3 separate regions of the Zea mays genome follow, and all the other regions are linked to region 3. Evidence: chromatin contacts called from public Hi-C data. All regions are on one chromosome and are shown on one strand. Each heading gives the region's core, a stretch centred on a gene start, on an enhancer-like site or on the middle of the called end of the contact. The rest is flanking DNA. Distances are from core to core; before and after follow the strand shown.

Region 1 (3,358 bases), core at 677-3,176, 500 kb after region 3:
TCTAAAGAACATGACGCACAAGGAGGTAATTGAGTTCATAACTGAGCATATTATTCATAGATTCGGCATTCCCCAGACCTTGACTACAGATCAAGGTACTTCTTTTATGTCAAAGGAGGTGCGTGAATTTGCTGAATTATACAGAATTAAGCTGCTTAATTCATCTCCATATTATGCTCAGGCCAATGGACAGGCCGAGTCTAGTAATAGGACATTGATTAATTTGATAAAAAAGAAGATATCTGATAATCCTAAACGTTGGCATAAGATTTTGTCTGAAGCTTTATGGGCTCATAGAATATCTAAACATAGGGCTACTAAAGTATCTCCTTTTGAGCTTGTCTATGGGCAGGAAGCAGTGTTGCCTGTGGAAATAAGTTTGAATGCTGTCAGGTTCGCCAGACAAAATGATCTAACTGCTACTGATTATTATAATTCAATGATGGATAATATTGATGAGGTGACCGACAAGAGGATGATAGCTATGGGAGCAATAGAAAAGGACAAGACCATGGTAGCCAGGGCCTACAACAAGAAGGTCAAAGCAAAATCATTTCAAGTAGGGGACCTGGTGTGGAAGACCATTCTGCCTCTAAGGAATAAAGACCGGAAGTTCGGGAAATGGTCGCCAAGCTCGGAGGGTCCTTATAAAGTAAAACAAGTGTTGTCTGGCAACGCCTATTTGCTACAAACATTACAAGGCAAGGATTTGCCTAAGGCTTTGAATGGGCGTTTCCTCAAACAATACCATCCTAGTATGTGGCAAGATGCCTAAGAGAACCGATGTAATCACATCGAGTTAGTTGCTTTTGGTTTGCTCAACTCCACCAAAAGGCAGGGGGCATATGTTGAGCACCGTTTTGAGCTGGCGGACGGTCCGGCCCTGAGGCCGGACGGTCCGCGGTCCGGACAGTCCGCGCCTGTGGGCCGGACGGTCCTCGCATGCGCAGAGCAGTTTAGGGTTCCAATTTTTGTGCTACGGTTGTTAGCTATATTCGTGAAATTAGCTCGGAATCAGTTGTGTAAAGGGTCCAGCCTCCCTCCTCTATAAATAGAGAGGTCTACGACCGATTTGGAATCATCAATCGAATCAATACAACTTCTATTCGCATTTATTTTCAGTACAATTAGGAGTAGTTCTAGTCTAGTTCTAGTTTAGCCTCTCGATCCCCAAATTCTTCGCCTCTCTTCGACTCTACGCCGATTAGAGGAGTCTAGGTCGGCCGGCCCGAGCCTAGACAACCCCTAGGATCTCTCCTCCCCGACGGGGTCCCTCCCGGGAGCGAGATCCAGGCGCCGCCGGCGATCTTCCGCCGCCCCTGCGTACGCGCGGACCGTCCGGCCCAAGGGCGCGGACCGTCCGGCCGTCAGGCAGGAGCCCTAGCCTTGCATCAGGTCGCGGACCGTCCGGCCCCTGCGTGCGGACCGTCCGCCCCTGTGCAGAGAGCACCGCAGCGCCTCTCACCAGGCCGCGGATCGTCCGGCCCCTGCGCGCGGACCGTCTGCCCCTGTGCAGAGGGCACCGCCACAGTTCTTGTTGAGTGTTTGGCGCTCCAAAAAGGCGTCAACAGTCGGTTTCATTTATTTTGAATGTTGTCATCTTATGGAATTGAAGATATCATCCTGAGTGGTAATATGACCAGGAAGGTGATCATATCCAGTTCATCCCTCATTCATCCATCATCACGAAACAAACAAGAAATGGTGCAACTTCAACCCACTTTAACCCTATAATCAAACAAGAAACTAGGTTCAATCTGTCACTGAAACCAAACAAAGAACGAATCTGACTTAACCCAGAAAAATAGGTCGGCTCCGACTCAATCCACGCCGTTCCAAAAACCAAACACATACTATTCAATTTTTGAATAGCAAGAAGATTCCTCCATGTAGATCATCTCGTGATCTCCTATCACTAAACCTACTGTGGTTGGAAAACCGAAGCATTTATCGTATGCAATCCACACGAAAAGTAAACCTATCGGAATTGCTCCGCGTACGGCGTACCACACCACCACTACACTCCAGGGTTGGCACCGCACGGCAAGCCGCAAGCGGCGGCGTGGGTTGCCGAACCCCAGTCCCCCAATCGGCGTCGGCGCGTGGGAATCGTCAGAAAAACGCGACGAACAGCCGAACCGGTCACACCGAAAGCGCAGTTGCGAGGCTGTTCTCCGTTGTCACGTTTCTGCCCGCATCTCCCCTCCACCGTCCTCTAGGCTCTAGTATTCTAGTCCTAGTCCCCCACCGGCCACCACCAGGCACCACGCCAGCCAGCCCCACCACTCCATCCGAGTCAGAGTCTTCGGCTCCAAGCCGCCCCACTGTTCCTCCTCGACTCCAAGCACCGCGCCGGCAGCGTGAGGAGAGGGCTGTCGCGGGCCGCCCGCAGGCTCCTCTGCTGCGGCAGGGCCGCCTCCCCGGAGGACCTGTAAGTCGCCGGCTCCTTGGCCTGCCTCCCCGCTTGCGTTGCTGTATCTTTTGTGTTTCTGGGCTTGTCTGGGTTTCGCTGAAACTGAAATCCACCGCGATGTGTGAGCGCGGCGCTTGGTGTTGGTGTGGACAGATGTTTGGGTGGTTCGTCAGGAGACACCACGGAATTCCGCGCGCCTGGCTGCTCGGTTCCCGGCGTTTTTTTCTTCGATGTTTTGAACACGCCGGATGCCACCTGGAAGGTTCCAAGTTTTTGTTCATATTAGCTCGTTTCTTGTTTGGGTTCATGTTAATTTGCCCAATTCTAAAGGGCGGTGCAAAATTTAACTGATTGGGGGCTCCAATTTGGTGGAAAGTAGACATGTTGTTTGGTTTCGGAGCTACTGTTTGTACAAGCGATGCCATTGAGGTGAAATTAGTAGGGATTTGGGCGCTCCGATTTTTGTTGTTTGTTCAGTGACACCAAGACCAAGGGAAAGGTTTAAACTTTGGTGGCAGACGATGTCATTTTTATTCGGTTCCTCAACTTTGGAAATAACTATGAAACATTGTGGAAATTTGGCATGTTGGTCTTGTTTGATGAACCATCCTAAAGTTTAAGATCGATTTTCTATGCTCGGATTAGGCAAAATTGTTCTAGGGGCACAGGGGGTTTGTATCAGTGGAACTGGTTGGAAGGTCAGTTGATAGTAGCTCATGCTCATCATGTATATAATTGCTTTGCTTTCCAGATCTGATGAAGGAAGTGGATCATTGAGGTGGGTGTTCTCATTGAGAGAGCTTCGATCAGCAACAAACAGCTTCAATTACGATAACAAGATTGGAGAAGGGCCACTTGGGAGTGTGTATTGGGGACAAGTTTGGGATGGTTCTCAGGTTTCTGCTCCGTACATCTTCACCCTTGCTGTGAATTTAACTTTCAACT
Region 2 (3,032 bases), core at 353-2,852, 300 kb after region 3:
AACAGTGTTAAATAGTATTTTACACTGGATTTGATAAATTCCATCGGGTCCGGTGACCCCTGTGCCTTAAGGCAGCTTCGCCCCTGAGTCACACACGTATACGGTATATGAATTACCATGCAAGCTCAGGAAACCAAAAGTAACTTGAGATAGTAAGTATGCTTAGATCACCTAGGCTGCCGCGACACTGACGCCAGCGATACCGTACGACACAAAGACGAACCAAATGTGATGACAGCAGCTAATCAGTGCTTTCGTCATGCTCTGAAAGCTGAAGCACCCCATAAAGCTAGCTTACTATAGGACAGTACGTACTGCTACGGGCACACAGGACAGAAACAACGTTATTACGCAGATGACGCCCAGGAGTACTACACTGCTCCGATCCTGGTGAGACGGACCACACGACGTCTCTGAGGCGCCGACCGTCGGCTACGCAAGTATCTTGAGCCGCTTCACTGACTTGACAAAGACCCTGCAAGGAAATCAACGTCGTTTTTAAGTTCGCTGAATAATTAATTGGATTATATTGTTGCCGTCACCATCGATACAGTCATACAGACGACAGTAGTAGTGACTGATACGTACTCCCACGGCACATCATCTCCGACGAGCAACCAGTCCCCTTCGCCGTCCTCGTAGGTGACTACATAAGGATGGCGACGGCGGCGCTCGTGCGAGACCACCACCTCGTCTTCTGCATGATCTGCCAGAGGTTACAGGAATAGTATATGCGACCAAGTTAAGTGCCGGGAGCAGAACGGGAAGCAAGGGCACGTGTCGGGACCAGAACGATGGCGGCAGATGATTATCAGTGAAAGAAAGGCATCGTCCGCAGCACCGCCGGTCGCCGGCCGGCTCGCCGCGGCCCGGGAACGTACGCACCTTGTTGGTTACCCGAAGGGAACATGCTCTCGAGCGTGCGGAGCAGCTCCTGGTACGAGCCGTGGATGGACACGTCCACCTTCCGCCCGATGGGCACCCCTTCCAGCTTCACCTTCACGTACCCGCCGCCGCAGCTACGCCTACGCGCGCACTTCACCGGCGGCCACCCCACCAGCCTCTTCTTCCTGGGTACACTACACACACCACGGATCGGATTTGGGTATAATAAGACCCTCCCTGTACGCACGTGGTCGGTATTTTTAACCACAACTCACTTGTTGCTTTGCTGTTCATGGTCGACGACGCCGTCGCGGTCGCGGTCGCCGCCGCCTCCGTCGCCATCCTCGCAGACGAAGAGCGGAAGCGTGGCCGCCTTGGCGGCCCCGAACGCGTCGCCGAGAACCCTCTTGTTCCCGCACGAGCCAGCCGAGCTGCTGAGGAGACCGACGAACTCGGCGGCGGCAGCCAGCGGCTGATGCGGGTTCGGCGGCGCGAGCCCGAGCTCCAGCTCCATCCGATCACTTTCCCTTGATCAGCCCCGCGCGCACTGCGGTCATGTGCGTGGTCACGGCGCAGCTAGCTAGCTGACACACCCACTTCGATCGTCCCACAGCAGCTAGTGTGAGACAGACTGGAAGGCACGCGAGCGGAGACCTGGGAGCGCACGGCAAATAAGTTCCTGCATGCTACGCTCGACCATGAGCTACCCGTGAGTGACGCGATCGATCGATCGATAACGATGGGTATATATATCCGGGCGGCGCAGCGCAGTCGGCCGTGGGGGCAGATGAGATTTCGGGATGAATAAACAAAGGGCCGACAGGGTGTCGGGTGTCCAGGGGACTCAGCAGCGCGGGCCGCCTCGTTGCCGAGCGCGGACCGACACGGGCACGGCCGGGACGGGGTTTCGTGAGTGGGTTGGGGGTGGTTGTGCCGTTCCGCGACACGGCATGGCTGGTGAGCGGCTGCAGAGGGATGGTGCCGTGGACGTGGAGAGTGGGCACGGGGCACCACCTCGTTTGATTTGCCGATCCAGCGCGGTTTTTCGGTGAGAGGTTGGGGTAGTGCCCTTCGTGCACGCAGCACGCCCGTGGGGCCAGCGAGCCTGAAATAAAGGCGGCCCCTGGTCCCTGCCTGCCTGCCTGTTGTACCTCGTAAGGTTCATTATGTCGAGTACTGAGAGCGATTCTCATCATGCACCGCTCCTACTTTGGATTTATGATTGTGCACGTTAATCCTTCGTTATCACGGGTGTTCGTCATGCCCACGTACATAGACGGATTAACCGTACCGATATATAGGTTCAATCTTCAAACGACTATATTGTCTTATGTTGTAGCCACACATCGCGTATATAGTCGTACAAAGCACTGTTTTCCATTGTAGACTATGTTGTTTATAGAGTGAAATTCGAAATAGAACAATGTAGAATAGGTAAAGTTGTTGGAGAAAACATTACAATGTCGTTGGTGTTAGAAATTTAGTCATTTTTAGTTTTAATTTAATTTAGAAAAATATTGTGATATATGTGATGATATGTATGTGCATGTATGTATAACTACTCGTATAATCAGTAAACAACAATAAAAATATGCACAAATAAGAAGAACAGAATGTACCCTACGGAGTAACCGATGCTTAAGGCATTAGTGACTCTATTCACACGAGACATCTCGTGTATATGTTCGATGTAGCCGTACAAAGTCGATGCAGAAAGATGTACGCCATGCAGTCACTCGAACGGTAGTCTGAATAAGAACAGCAGCACGCGTCGCCTGGGGAGGATGATGAAGAACATGATGTAGACAAAGCAGCGATGGGTCGAACAGATCACGCGAGCAGTCGCAAATACACTCTCAAAAATCTGATCGCCCGCACATTCGTTCAAGTGTATCTCTACGGATGGGCAATTTCGGAGGCGCGTGACTGGAAGAGTCCTCCCTCTCCATTTGTCGGGGACCATAATTAGGGGTACCCTCAAGGCTCCTAATTCTCAGCTGGTAACCCCCATCAGCACAAAGCTGCAAAGGCCTGATGGGTGCGACTAAGCCAGGGATCGGTCCATTCGAGGGACTCGATCACGCCTCGCCCGAGCCCAGCCTCGGGCAAGGGCAGCCGACCCCGGAGGATCTTCGTCTCGCCCGAGG
Region 3 (3,198 bases), core at 329-2,828:
GCTCGGCCCCCGTCGGCAGCGCACGCCTCTCGGCTCGGTCGCGTCTCTTGCGTGGTGGACGGTCGCATCGGCTGGCCACCCCGGGGTTACATGATCCCGTTGCGTAACTGCGACGGCTCTCTTGATTAGCCAAGCACAGCACTCGTTACCGCCGCCGCCGCCGCGGCGGGGCCAGCCAGATGCGGTGCACCGTGCACGTAACGTAAAGCTGGCATCGACGCCTACTTGCGTTGCCATCGTTTGTCGCTGTACCTGTACATGTCCACCCCTCGTAGCTTTTGCGGCGTTCAGACAGAACTGAGCGTGCCATATCAAGATTCCATGTTGCATCACGGCGTTCCCAGTGCGCACCGACCATCAATTATATCGAGCGCACTAATGACCGCACCTGTCACACCAAAACCTAACGAGCGACTAGTTTACTCTGCTAAAAACTCCCTGGCGATAAGCTCATAGTCACCGTCACACACTCACAGCGCGCAAGCGCCGGCCGTCCCTGTCGCCACACACCAGGCAGCCCACAGCCGTGCGCACCGACTCGCGCCCGCGAAAAATCCCGCCACGCACACGCCCTAATCGCCATCCCACCCACCCAGTCACGCCCCCACGCCTAATCCCCACCTGGCCGTTCGCCTAATCCCAACTATTTATATACCCCCACCGCTCATAGGCGCAAGAGAAAGAGGGAAAGAGAAGAGATACACGCAGACCAGTAGCAAGCCAAGCAGCGCCCACGAGGTAGGGATGGCAATTTCACCCGCGGGTTCGGGCCCCGTCGGGTTTTGCACCCGTCAGGTTCGGGTTCGGGTGTAAAAATCCACCCACGGGTTAGACCCAAACCCGACCCGAAGCATTACGGGTGCGGGTGCGGGTTTTGATTTTCGCCCGCGGGTCACCCGGAACCCGGAGCTACGCCCGAAGCGCAGAGTTGCAGCCGGCCACCCGCCCAAGTCCCGTGCGCATCCAGTTTGTATTCCAGTGGGCCCTGAGAAAAACCCAAATCCCTCAACCCCAAGTCCCCAACCGGCCGCCATAGCAGATTAGCAGGCTAGCACCACTGCACCAGGCGTCCAGGGCTCCAGGCGGCCGCGGCCACGATAGATCCGCCCGCCGCTGCCCGCCCCACCCCGGCCACCCCCTCCGCCGTCACCACCACCGGAGGACGCATCCCCAGGGCCGCCGCATCCTGCTCCTGCCGGATCCCCAGGACCACCGGAGGAGGACGCATCCCTAGGAGCCACCGAGCGTCCGAGGCCAAGCCAGGAGTCCAAGTCTCCACTATCTAGGACCGGCACTCCCCACTCCGGCACTCCCCAGGACCACCGGAGTCCGACTGCAGCGGCCAGCGGCGCAGCCTGCTCCCACCACGTACGAGGTTCCTATCCTTGTAGGTGAGGTGAGCCGTGAGCATGTCCCTTGGCCCTTGCACAGCTTGACTTGAGCAGCTCTAATTTGTAAATTGCAGAGTCTGATGTCTGACCAAGGTGCTTCGAGGCCGAGCAGGAGCAGTCGTCAAGTTCCCACAAAGAGCAGTGCTGTGGTTGCAGGAGGTTCCTCAAGTGCAGCTACACCGACGAGTGCTGCTGCAAATGAAATGCCATCTTCAAGTGTTCAAGCTCCACCATCAGAAGGTACAGAACATGTGGTCGTAAATGATGATGATGATAATGTACAAGTTGGATGCAAAAGGAAGCTGAAATCTGATGTGTGGCTTGAATTTGAACAAGTAACAGTTGGGGGTAAAATGAAAGCTGAATGCACTTGGTGTAAAAAGCTACTAGTTGGAGATAGTAGAGCCGGTACTAATCACTTGCGTGGTCATCTCATCGTGAAAGATGGCATGACTGTTATGGAAAAGGGTGTTGAAAGAATACGTGATAGTGTTGGGTTTTGGTGTGCCACGCCAAAAAGGCATGAACGTTTTGAACGGACAGCAAATCAAATGAATATTAAATATGGTAGAAGGATAACTCTAGATTGTAAGACAAGATGGAATTCAACCTACGTTATGCTTAGCATTGCATTAGAATACCAATCAGTTTTTGATCGACTTGCAAGTAAAGAGAAGCTTTGTGCTCATTTTAAGCCAACAACAGATGATTGGGAGTTTGCTAGGGAGCTTTGTGGTAGGCTGAAAATATTTTTTGATGCAACTGAGCTATTGTCAGGCACTAGTTATGTAACAGCTAATCTTTTTTTCCCCAAAATTTGTGGAATTTATTTGGCCATTGATAAATGGAGAACTAGTGCCATTCCAAAGGTAGAAGAGATGTCTGTCTTGATGAAAGATAAGTTTAAGAAGTATTGGACAGATGTACATGGGCTTATGGAAGTAGCCACTGTTTTAGATCCTAGGTACAAATTGAAGTTCATGAAAGCTTTTTATAGCACCATTTATGGGGAAGAAAGTCCAACTACAGACGATGAAGTGTGTAGAGTCAAAAATTTGTTGTATGAGTTGGTGTTAGAATATCAAGAATCTATGGAGGGCATGGCAACAACAGATGCTGTAGGTGCATCTAGTAGGGGCTGTAGGGCCCCCAACGAAGGAGATGACTTGATGTTTGGAATCTTTGATAAATTCTTGTCGGAAGAACCTGATTGTTCATCTTTTGTGCGCACTGAGTTGGATTTATATTTGGAGGAGCCAACACTGCCAAGAACTCAAGAGCTAGACATAATTAATTGGTGGCAATATGCAGGGATCAAGTACCCCACTTTGAGAAAGATTGCTCGAGATATCATGGCAATTCCAGTCACAACTGTTGCATCTGAGTCTGTATTCAGCACTGGGGGAAGAGTAATAAGCCCACATCGAAGTAGACTAGCACCAAAAACAGTTGAAGGATTGATGTGTATGCAAGCTTGGTCTCGTGCTAACATGTTAGGCGATCAATCCTGTTTTGTGAATGCTCTAATGACATGTTTGGAGGATGAAGAAGAAGAAATGGTAACATTGAGTTTCTTAACATTTATTTTCTTACTTTTGATTTAATGAATACTATCATTTAATTGTCTATTTTTCTTGTTAGGATGAAGCAGATTCTACCATAGTTGATTGAAGTTGAAGCTTGACCAAGTGATTTGTTTGGAGGATGAAGAAATGGTAACATTGAGTTCCTTAATATCTAATTTCTTAGTTTTGGTTTACTGAATACTAACATTTGATTGACTACTTTTTGCTAGGATGAAGCAGAT

What was found. A called contact is a pair of places that touch in the nucleus more often than the background predicts.
Region 1: a Hi-C map of bundle sheath shows a contact between it and region 3, with 4 times the contacts expected there. The contact joins the promoter of LOC100216997 here to the promoter of LOC103629531 in region 3. A contact is called at or near these places in 2 of 25 Hi-C or Micro-C datasets (bundle sheath and ear).
Region 2: a contact with region 3 is called in a Hi-C map of endosperm, with 4 times the contacts expected there. The contact joins the promoter of LOC100282670 here to the promoter of LOC103629531 in region 3. A contact is called at or near these places in 2 of 25 Hi-C or Micro-C datasets (endosperm and tassel).

The regions. Positions count from the first base shown.
Region 1 is chr6:89,613,993-89,617,350 of Zm-B73-REFERENCE-NAM-5.0, forward strand. It overlaps LOC100216997 (putative protein kinase superfamily protein), which reads left to right and starts at 1,927. Exons shown (of 4, transcript NM_001348786.1): 1 at 1,927-2,431; 2 at 3,165-3,309. It overlaps LOC109940459, which reads left to right. Exons shown (of 1, transcript XM_020539990.1): 1 at 1-730. The coding sequence ends at 730.
Region 2 is chr6:89,415,170-89,418,201 of Zm-B73-REFERENCE-NAM-5.0, forward strand. It overlaps LOC100282670, which reads right to left and starts at 1,603. Exons shown (of 4, transcript NM_001412161.1): 1 at 1,161-1,603; 2 at 886-1,070; 3 at 589-697; 4 at 1-475. The coding sequence starts at 1,399. The coding sequence ends at 433.
Region 3 is chr6:89,114,143-89,117,340 of Zm-B73-REFERENCE-NAM-5.0, forward strand. It overlaps LOC103629531 (ethylene-responsive transcription factor RAP2-9), which reads left to right and starts at 1,579. Exons shown (of 3, transcript XM_008650628.4): 1 at 1,579-2,950; 2 at 3,033-3,106; 3 at 3,187-3,198. LOC118472198 (a long non-coding RNA gene) reads right to left here. Exons shown (of 2, transcript XR_004850207.1): 2 at 1-1,583.